Regions from separate parts of the Oryctolagus cuniculus genome. Here region 2 is linked to region 1. A link is a contact called in public Hi-C data. All regions are on one chromosome and are shown on one strand. The core of a region is the stretch at or near the end of the contact, and the rest is flanking DNA. Distances in the headings are between cores, read along the strand shown. Region 1 overlaps COL23A1 (collagen type XXIII alpha 1 chain). Region 2 overlaps COL23A1 (collagen type XXIII alpha 1 chain).

The links. Hi-C and Micro-C count contacts between places; a contact is called where the count stands out from the background.
Region 2: a contact with region 1 is called in a Hi-C map of psoas muscle, with 7 times the contacts expected there. The contact joins two enhancer-like sites. A contact is called at or near these places in 3 of 6 Hi-C or Micro-C datasets (ear pinna, psoas muscle and an unstated tissue).

What each region holds. Positions count from the first base shown.
Region 1 is chr6:63,849,491-63,853,732 of mOryCun1.1, forward strand. The region is part of intron 5 of COL23A1 (collagen type XXIII alpha 1 chain); the gene reads right to left. Among named protein-coding and RNA genes, the nearest start is that of PHYKPL, 39 kb to the left of the region's middle. Within about 2 kb of position 1,836, at least 1 of the 8 cell types and tissues checked has an H3K27ac peak or open chromatin away from gene starts, as enhancers often do.
Region 2 is chr6:64,078,228-64,082,469 of mOryCun1.1, forward strand. The region is part of intron 2 of COL23A1 (collagen type XXIII alpha 1 chain); the gene reads right to left. Among named protein-coding and RNA genes, the nearest start is that of COL23A1, 48 kb to the right of the region's middle. Within about 2 kb of position 2,119, at least 1 of the 8 cell types and tissues checked has an H3K27ac peak or open chromatin away from gene starts, as enhancers often do.

The DNA.
Region 1 (4,242 bases), core at 586-3,085:
CTCAACAGCCAGAGCTGAGCTGATCTGAAGCCAAGAGCCAGGAGCTTCTTCCAGGTCTCCCACGTGGGTGCAGGGCCCCAAGTGCTTGAGCCATCTTCCACTGCTTTCCCAGGCCATAGCAGAGAGCTGGATCGGAAGTGGAGCAGCCGGGACTTGAACCAGCACCCATATGGGATGCCGGCACTGCAGGTGGAGGTTTAGCCTACTGCGCCACTGTTTTATGGTCTTTTCCTTTGTGGAACTGTTTATTAGGTAGAGCTATTTAATAACATATAAAGTTGAAAACAAAGGTGTCACGTTGTAGCTCTGAGAATAGCTTCCTTCTATAACTGTTTGTCACATAGACAAGTCAATAAAATCTTCCTAAGCCGAACAATAATGCAACAATGGTCCCTCTGCCTGGGCTGGACTCCAGCCACCCCCTCCCATCCCCTGCTCCGGGTTTGCCCCCAGCCCCAGCGGCGGAGTCTCCCCCTCTGGCCAGCCCTGGTAAGGCACCCAAGCGCTGGGGAGCCTAGAATTCTGGCTGTGAGCCGGCTCTCCTGTTCTCCTTCCCGCCAGGACCAGCCTCCACCGCTCCCTTCCCCGCCCCGCCCCTTTCTGCACGACGGAGGAGACAGAGCAGCCTGGCGTGCAGTGTGTGCCGCAGGTAGGGTGTCCACGTGTGATGCACCCTTGTCCTCTTAGCTGGCCACCAGCGACCCTGACCGTGGCAGGCAGGCGCCATTGTCATTGTTCTAAAAACAGAGGGAGCTGAAGCTTGGACCCCCAGCCAGGGCCCTGAGCCCAAGTCTCCTGCTGGGGCCCCTGTGCTGCTCGCTTCAGCCTGATTCAAGGATGTGACCTGCCTGTGTGTGTGTGTGTGTGTGTGTGTTTGACAGGCAGAGTGGACAGTGAGAGAGAGAGAGACAGAGAGAAAGGTCTTCCTTTGCCGTTGGTTCACCCTCCAATGGCCGCCGCTGCTGGCACGCTGTGGCCGGCGCACCGCGCTGATCCGATGGCAGGAGCCAGGTACTTCTCCTGGTCTCCCATGGGGTGCAGGGCCCAAGCACTCGGGCCATCCTTCACTGCACTCCCTGGCCAGAGCAGAGAGCTGGCCTGGAAGAGGGGCAGCTGGGACAGAATCCGGCGCCCCGACCGAGACTAGAACCCGGCGTGCCGGCGCCGCAAGGCGGAGGATTAGCCTAGTGAGCCGCGGCGGCGGCTTGTTTTTTGTTTTTGTTTTTAGCTTCCACATCTAGGGAGAACACGTGGCAGCGCTGCCCCGAGGAAGGGGGCGCGGGCTGGGTCAGGAGGACAAGTAGCCGCCCCCACCACCTGGCTGCTCCTCCTGCGGCTCCCACTGTCGGCACCTACTTGACCTCCTGACCTCGGTCCACACCTGCCTCCTCCCTCCCCAGGCCAGGCACAGGCGCCCTGACCACAGCGCCCAGCGAGGCCGGGACTCACGCTCTTTTGATTCTCTCCCTTTCTCAATCACGGGCTCCGTGAGATGGGGACCCCTGGACGGACCTCTCATCACTGCCGCCAGGAGGCCCAAATGCGCCCTGGGCGCAGTTGGAACGCAGGACGCGCTCCGGGGCCGGGCACTAGAGGGCGCCCTGGACCTGCGGGAGGCCGGCCCGGGCTGACTCCTGTGCCGGGGCCGCAGCCGGGGGAGCTCCACCGGGATCCCGGGCAGGGCGTTGAGGCTGCAGGCTAAGAAGGGGCTCCCCTGCTGACGTCATCGACCATGGCGACAGCACGGGCTGTCGCTCACTGCACCCAGCCCGTTGAAATCTGCCCTGGGGCTTCCCAGAGGTTGAAGAGGTCCAGGCTTAGAGGGATCAGGGTTGCACTGGAGGTGACAGTGCTGCCTCTCCTAGTGCCGGACCGGGGAAGCTGGGTGGAGAGGCTCCTACCCTCATAGAGGCTTTCTCCCAAGCCTGTTTCCTTTGAAGCCCTGGGCTTGGTGCAACAGCCTTGCTCAGCTCTGTGACAATGGAGTGAGGCTGCTTTGCTGCCCTGGGCACGTGGGGCTCGGTGCCAGCCTGCAGCCCAGGCAAACCAGCAAAGAGCAGGCTTGGCCTCCTTTGCTGGGTCCCTGACGGCTGCTGCCCTTGCTAAGTGACAGCCCAGGACGAGGTGCACAGGAGGCACCGGGGCCAATGCCAGGTCTATATGAGTCATCTGGGGCCCAAAGACAGGAGCAGCAGCTGAGCCTCCCCAAGCTGGGGTGCCCCACAAGGGACACTCATGGGGAAACTGGGCATGCAGTACCCGGCCAAGACAAGGGGCAGCTGCCCAATGTGGGCCTGGGGGCTGTGGGAGAGGCCAGCATGGTGGCCCTCTCCAGCGGGCCAGGCTGTGTCTCCTTGCGGTTCCAATCTGGGGGCCATGACTGGGGACTTGGGACATCTGCTTTCATCCCGTCCCCTGCTCAGCCCGGAATCCAGGGGGCTGGGGGGCAGTCCCGCAGGGGTCAGATGAAAATGAGATGGAGGATGTTGGAATCTAAAAAAACAGATGGGTTTAGGACATTACAGATGAATCATTTAACTAATTACACTTTTACAATCAAAGCTGTTTTTGAACTACGAGAGTGCAAGAAAGCACATGTATGTGTGGTGCTCGGAGCCCCTTTCGCTCCCTTGATTAATTCCAAACAGCCGGACTGAGTCATTCATGTCAAAATTGGTCCCAGGCTGGGGCCCTGCCTCAGGGACCACGCTGCGGCCGGGAGCCTGTAAATCCCGGAGCAAGTGTGTGCCCCATCCCTCTGGTGGGGGTGGGGGGTATTTGGGCAGATGGGTCCCCTGCACTATGCTTGGGGCCCAGGAGGTGGCGCTAGTGCAACCCTCAGCAGCTGCCACCTTGCAATTCTGGATTATGGTCTCACTAGGGAAGGCACTACAGAAACCCCCTCCCACCAGGCTCCCTTCCTCGTCTTTGCCCTGCAGCCTGGGAGGCCCCTTCCTGAAATGCCTGGGGCCACATGGGTTTCAGGTTTCGCATTGTGGAAAGTCTGCCTGCAACACAAGATATTTTGGGGCAGGACCAGACTCAACCCCACATTCATTTGTCTCATAGGCCTGAGGAACAGCTTATGTGCTGGTGCATCTGTGTTTGCGCTGCGATCCATCCCGTGAGGTCAGATGTGGAATTGTCTGCTGTGGCCTCGGATTTGTGCTCAGGAGGTTTGAGTTTTGGAGCTTTCTGCCTTGGCCTCCCATGAATAAGTGTGTATCCAGTAAGCACTCAGTACTTGCCCCCGCTTCCCTGGCACAGTTGGAGGGCTGAGGGGCTGAGAGGTGACAGTCCTGTCTCATGGGTTCCCTAAAGGACTCAGTGCCCCTGGCAGCTGTCTCTGGGGAGGGTGGCTTCTAGAACCAGGGCCAAGTTCAGCCATCATCTCCCCCCAGCGGACCTTCAAAACCATGGCCTTCAAGGTTTTACCTGATGCGGCCCAGACACCCCTTGGCATTTGCCTTCTACCATCTCCCTGTCCCTCGCTCACTCATTCCTTCCACTGTGGCCTTCAGTGCTGCTGGAGACACAAAGCTCACTCCAAATTCATGACCTGGGCACCTGCTTTTTCCTCTGCTGGGAAAATTTCTCCCTCAAGATCATTGCTTTTTTTCATCATTTAACTCTCAATTCATCCACTTAAGATGATTAATTGGGCCAGCGCCACGGCTCACTAGGCTAATCCTCCACCTTGTGGCGCCGGCACACTGGGTTCTAGTCCCGGTCGGGGCGCCAGATCCTGTCCCGGTTGCCCCTCTTCCAGGCCAGCCCTCTGCTATGGCCCGGGAGTGCAGTGGAGGATGGCCCAAGTCCTTGGGCCCTGCACCCCATGGGAGACCAGGAGAAGCACTTGACTCCTGGCTTCGGATCAGCGCGAAGCGCCAGCCGCGTGGCCATTGGAGGGTGAACCAACGGCAAAAGGAAGACCTTTCTCTCTGTCTCTCTCTCTCTCACTGTCCACTCTGCCTGTCAAAAAAAGAAAAAAAAAAGATTAATTAATTCATTCATTTGAGTGGCAGAGAAAGAGCTGATGTACTCCCCAAATGCCTGCAATGGCCAAGAGTTCAGAACTGGGAGCTGGGCTGGCATGGGTGCACTTGGCTTGCAACGTTCTGAGCTCAGAATTCCCCCTGCACTGCTGATTCCTTGAGCCTTGTGGTCCCTGGACCAACCTGTATGTGAAGGCTCTCCAATGCTGCGGTCACCTTTTTAAGCTCTATGCCTGCAATTCCAATA
Region 2 (4,242 bases), core at 869-3,368, 230 kb after region 1:
AGGGAGGACACAGGCATTGGGCAGGAGGAAGGGGGTGGGGAACAGTCATCCCTGGGCAGCTGCCCCCAGTCTCCCTCAGGAGGTGGCCCCCTGCCCTCACCAGGTTGCCCCAGACAGAGGAAATGCTGCAAGCACTTCGAGGCCCACAGTCACAGCCGGGAATGTGCTGCCCGGGGTACAGTGGATGTTGCAGCCCACATGTGGCACAAGGCAGGTCACTCTATCACCATCCATGGCACCAGCAGTGAGGCGGGAGGGTGGTCACTCCCAGAGGTGTTCATCATCCATTTCCATCAGTGGCAAAGCTTGGAGGTGTTCCCTGGTCAGCCACTGAGACACCTGCTGCCCCTGCTCCCCAGGGGCACCCGAGGTGTTGTCAGTACATTCAAAATTGAGAGGACAGGTCCTGGGCTCCCTGGACAGCTCCTTCCTCATGAGCCCACCCCTCTCGTAGCCTCAGCCTCCTCCACCTTGAACTTCTTCCCCTGCTAGCATTTTTGCGGCTCTGGGGTCCACACAGGTCTATCCGCACAGACATGAGCAGAGCACAGGCAGCCTCAAGCCCATCAGTGTTGTGAAAATCACGACCTAGGGGGGCAGGCGACTCTACTGGCATTCTGCTGTTTGAAGGCAGGGCGGAGGAAAACACAAAGGAACAGAGAGGCAGAGGGGGCCTTTGGTGGACCATGAAAGGGCTGTGAAACTGCCTGCAGATAATGCACAGAGCAGCAGAGGGAATCTCAAGTCCAAGGGCTCCCCAGGGAGCCAGGAGTTGTTCTTCCTGTCTTTTAACAGAAGGTTCTCTTGCCGAGGGCTCCTGGCACTGGATGAACCCAGAGATGAAGAAGCCACACTTGTTCATGCAGAGGAGGGAACAGAAGGAAGGTGCCCGCTGCTTCTGTGCTCACTCCTAGTATCACCCCCGCTGGAATAACGAGCTGTATCCTGGCTGCCTGCCCACCTGGGTTGGGGGCCACAGTCCACTTCCCTTAGGGATAAGCGAGGAGCCCACTGTGTGCCCAAGCACTTCCACTCCGTTTGTACACTCGGGAAGTGTAGTACCCCATGTTGTGCACAGGGGGATGCAGAGTGTGAAGGACCTGCCCGAGCTCACAGAGCCCACGGGTGCATGGCTGGCATTCACCACTGGGTCCACCTGCATCCAAACCCAGACTTCCTTCCCCCACCTTAGGCAGCATCCTGGCACCCCTGAGGGTCAGGGCTGGGAAGGGCTTCAGTGGAGGGGATCTCTCTGCCTGTCAGCTTTGCCATGGAAGCCCCAGGCTAAGAGGTAAAGGGAACAGGATCCAGGCCTGGCCAGCAGGCTCTGTCCTTAAATCTCAAGTAGAGTGAGCCACTCATCTGACCAGGTTCCTGCTGACCAGATTTCAGGAAATGCCCTGATCCTACCGCTGGCCTGTACCCCAAAGCCTCCTTTTACCTGCACTTCGCTTCTGGGAGCCCCTGTATTTCTTCAGATGCTTCCTTTTTGGGCTGAATCTGCCAGAGCTGACTTCTTTTGCTAGCACCATGGAACACTAACTTGCTCACCATCCATGTGACTCCTCAGGGCAGCATCCCAGCCCCTCCCTGGATCCCCTCCCTCCTCTCTGCTCCTTGCATGACAGCCCAGAGCCTGCAAGGCCAGGCCTCTGCCCTCACAGCTGCTGCTTCCCCCTGGTTCCTGTGAGATGCCGCTAAGCACTTCGGGATGATGAAGTGAAATAACGCAGGGTTTGTGTGGGCAATGCGGGCCTGGGGCGGAGGGAGCCAAATTAAGAGATGAAGGAAAAGGGGAACATTTCCATATGTTTCTGCCACAGCCATGACTGCTAGCACAGTCAAGCAGGAGCACCCAACAGCCTGTCCCATCAATCCTACGAGGATGCAAACGGAGAACACCCTACGCTAGAGGGCTTGGCTGGCTCACGGTGGGGACAAGCTGGCACCACCTCTGCGAGGCCATGGGCGTCCACGGCTAGGGCAGAGGGGCACACAGAGCCTGGGTGGAGGGAGGAGCACCTGTGCAGAGGTGGCAGTTGGCTCTGCCTGGGTCTCGAAGCTCCCCAGCTCTACTAGATTTAAGTGGCGCGGGGCTAGAACGTCAAGTACAGGAAATGTGAGCTGCAGAGGGATTAGGCAGGGCTCTCAGGAAGGAGCTTTCTGAGCTGCTTGCCGGCAGGGAGTACATTTCCACAGCGCAGATGGCAAGGGCCCCTGCAGGATCTGAATCACGGCAAGGGCCCTGGCCAGGGAGCGCCACACCAGACGCAAATGACTTTAACCATCAGCCCCTGGGGAAAGCTCAGGCCTCAGCAGAGCTAGCCTTGGCCCCAGCGATGTCTGAGTCCAGCCATGTGGTGCAAACATGGGGCTGGAGGCAGGGAGAGCAGGGTGCAGTCTCAGCACAGAAGGGCAGGAGAAGCCCCCCCCCCCCCACCGGGCAGGCCCCTCTGTGCCTGGACAGCCTGGAAATGCAGGAGTGGCAGTGTCCACCGCAGCTCTATTCCTAGACTTGATTATCCCTCCTCTGGAACGGCCTCCAGCAGACCTGTCGTCGGCCCGTCACAAGTCACACAAGAGTGTTTATAAAAAGAGCTGAGTGCGCCTGCTCCTTTATTATGGAGGGGCAGGGCGTGGCCTTCCAGGGTGACAGTGTGGCTGTCAAGTAGGACAGCTTAGATAGATGATTTTAAGTTCATGAGTTGGAAGCTGCACCTCCTTCACTTGGTGCTGTCCTTTTCATCTACCTGTCAATCAGGGGACCTCTCCCCAGAAAGTACCTCTTTTTACCTGGGACATGTGGGTGGTACCACGTAAGCACTTCTGTTTTTCCAAGTGCATAAAAAGCTAGGAAGAGCGGAAGCTCTCTCTCCTCTACGTGGACTCAGGATGATTGGAGCAAGGTAGGATAATTCCCTTTCTTTGGACCCATTCTCCCTTAATAAAGCCTTAATGAGCCTGTGTATTTTCCTTGCTTTATAAATAAAGTTGATCACACTGCATGCCGTGTTTGGGCCTGTAATTAGAATTCTTCTCTAAGTAAAAGGCAAGAACCTGGAAAATGAATTTAAGCCCTTAGCCAGCTCAGAACAGCTGCAAGTGCAGTGACAGCAGCTACAATGTGGAGTGACAGCTGCTGCAGCTGAGCAGCACCCACAATATGGTGAGATCCTGCAAGGAACAATTAATTCTGCCTGGAGAATGGGAAAACTTCCCCGGAAGAGGTGAGCCTGAAGCTGAAGCCCTGAAGAATGAACAAGCATACTTGGGGCAAAAAGTAAGGAGAAGGGTGTTCAGGACCCCTGCGTCCCACATGAGTGCTTGAGTTCGAGTCCCAGTTCCGCTCCCTGTTTGGTTTCCCGCTAAAGCACACTGTGGGAGGCGGTGGTGATAGCTCAAGTATTCGGTCTCTGCCACCCACATGGGAGACCTGGATTGGGTTTCTAGATCCTAGCTTCATCCTGGCTCAGCTCTGGCCATTGTGGAAATCTGGGTGGTGGTCTAACGAAGTGCCTTTTCTCTCTTTCTCTCTATGTTCCTCAGGAAATTAACAAGCAAAATAAGGATGTCTTTTAAAAATTAAGGAAGGGATATATTTTTTATTTTGCTTCCAATGAATAATTATACCCATTTATGGGGTACTGTGTGATGTTTCAATCCATGCACACAACGTACATGTGGACTGAGGGAGCAAACCCAGGTATTTAGCTTAGTGTCACCTCCTACATCACTTTATTGTGGTGAGATATTCAAAACTCTCTCCTCCAGCTATTTTGAACTATTCACTATAACACTGCTAACTGTCATCACCCTGCCGTGCTATGGAACGCCAGGACTCACTCCTGTCTACCTGTATCTCTGTGCTGGTGACCAGCCTCTCCTGTCCTCAGCGCCCTCTGGGAACCGTCATTCTACTGTTTACGGCTGTGAGTTCCACTTCAGATTCCACACAGGATTGAGATCTTTCTATGCTCCTGTCTTTCTATGCCTGGGTGCCTTTATTTAACAGTGTCCTCCAGGTTTATCCTCCTTGTTGCAAATGACAGGATTTCATCCCTTTTCATGGCTGAAGAGTACTCCCCTGTGTATATATAATATACCACATTGCCTTCATTCCCTTGTTCATGGACACTCACTCGGTTTCATATCGTGGCTGCAGCGAATAGTGCTGTAATATAAACACAAAGAATGACAGGGGTTCTGAGCAATTCCACAGAACACAGGAAGAGATGGACCCAG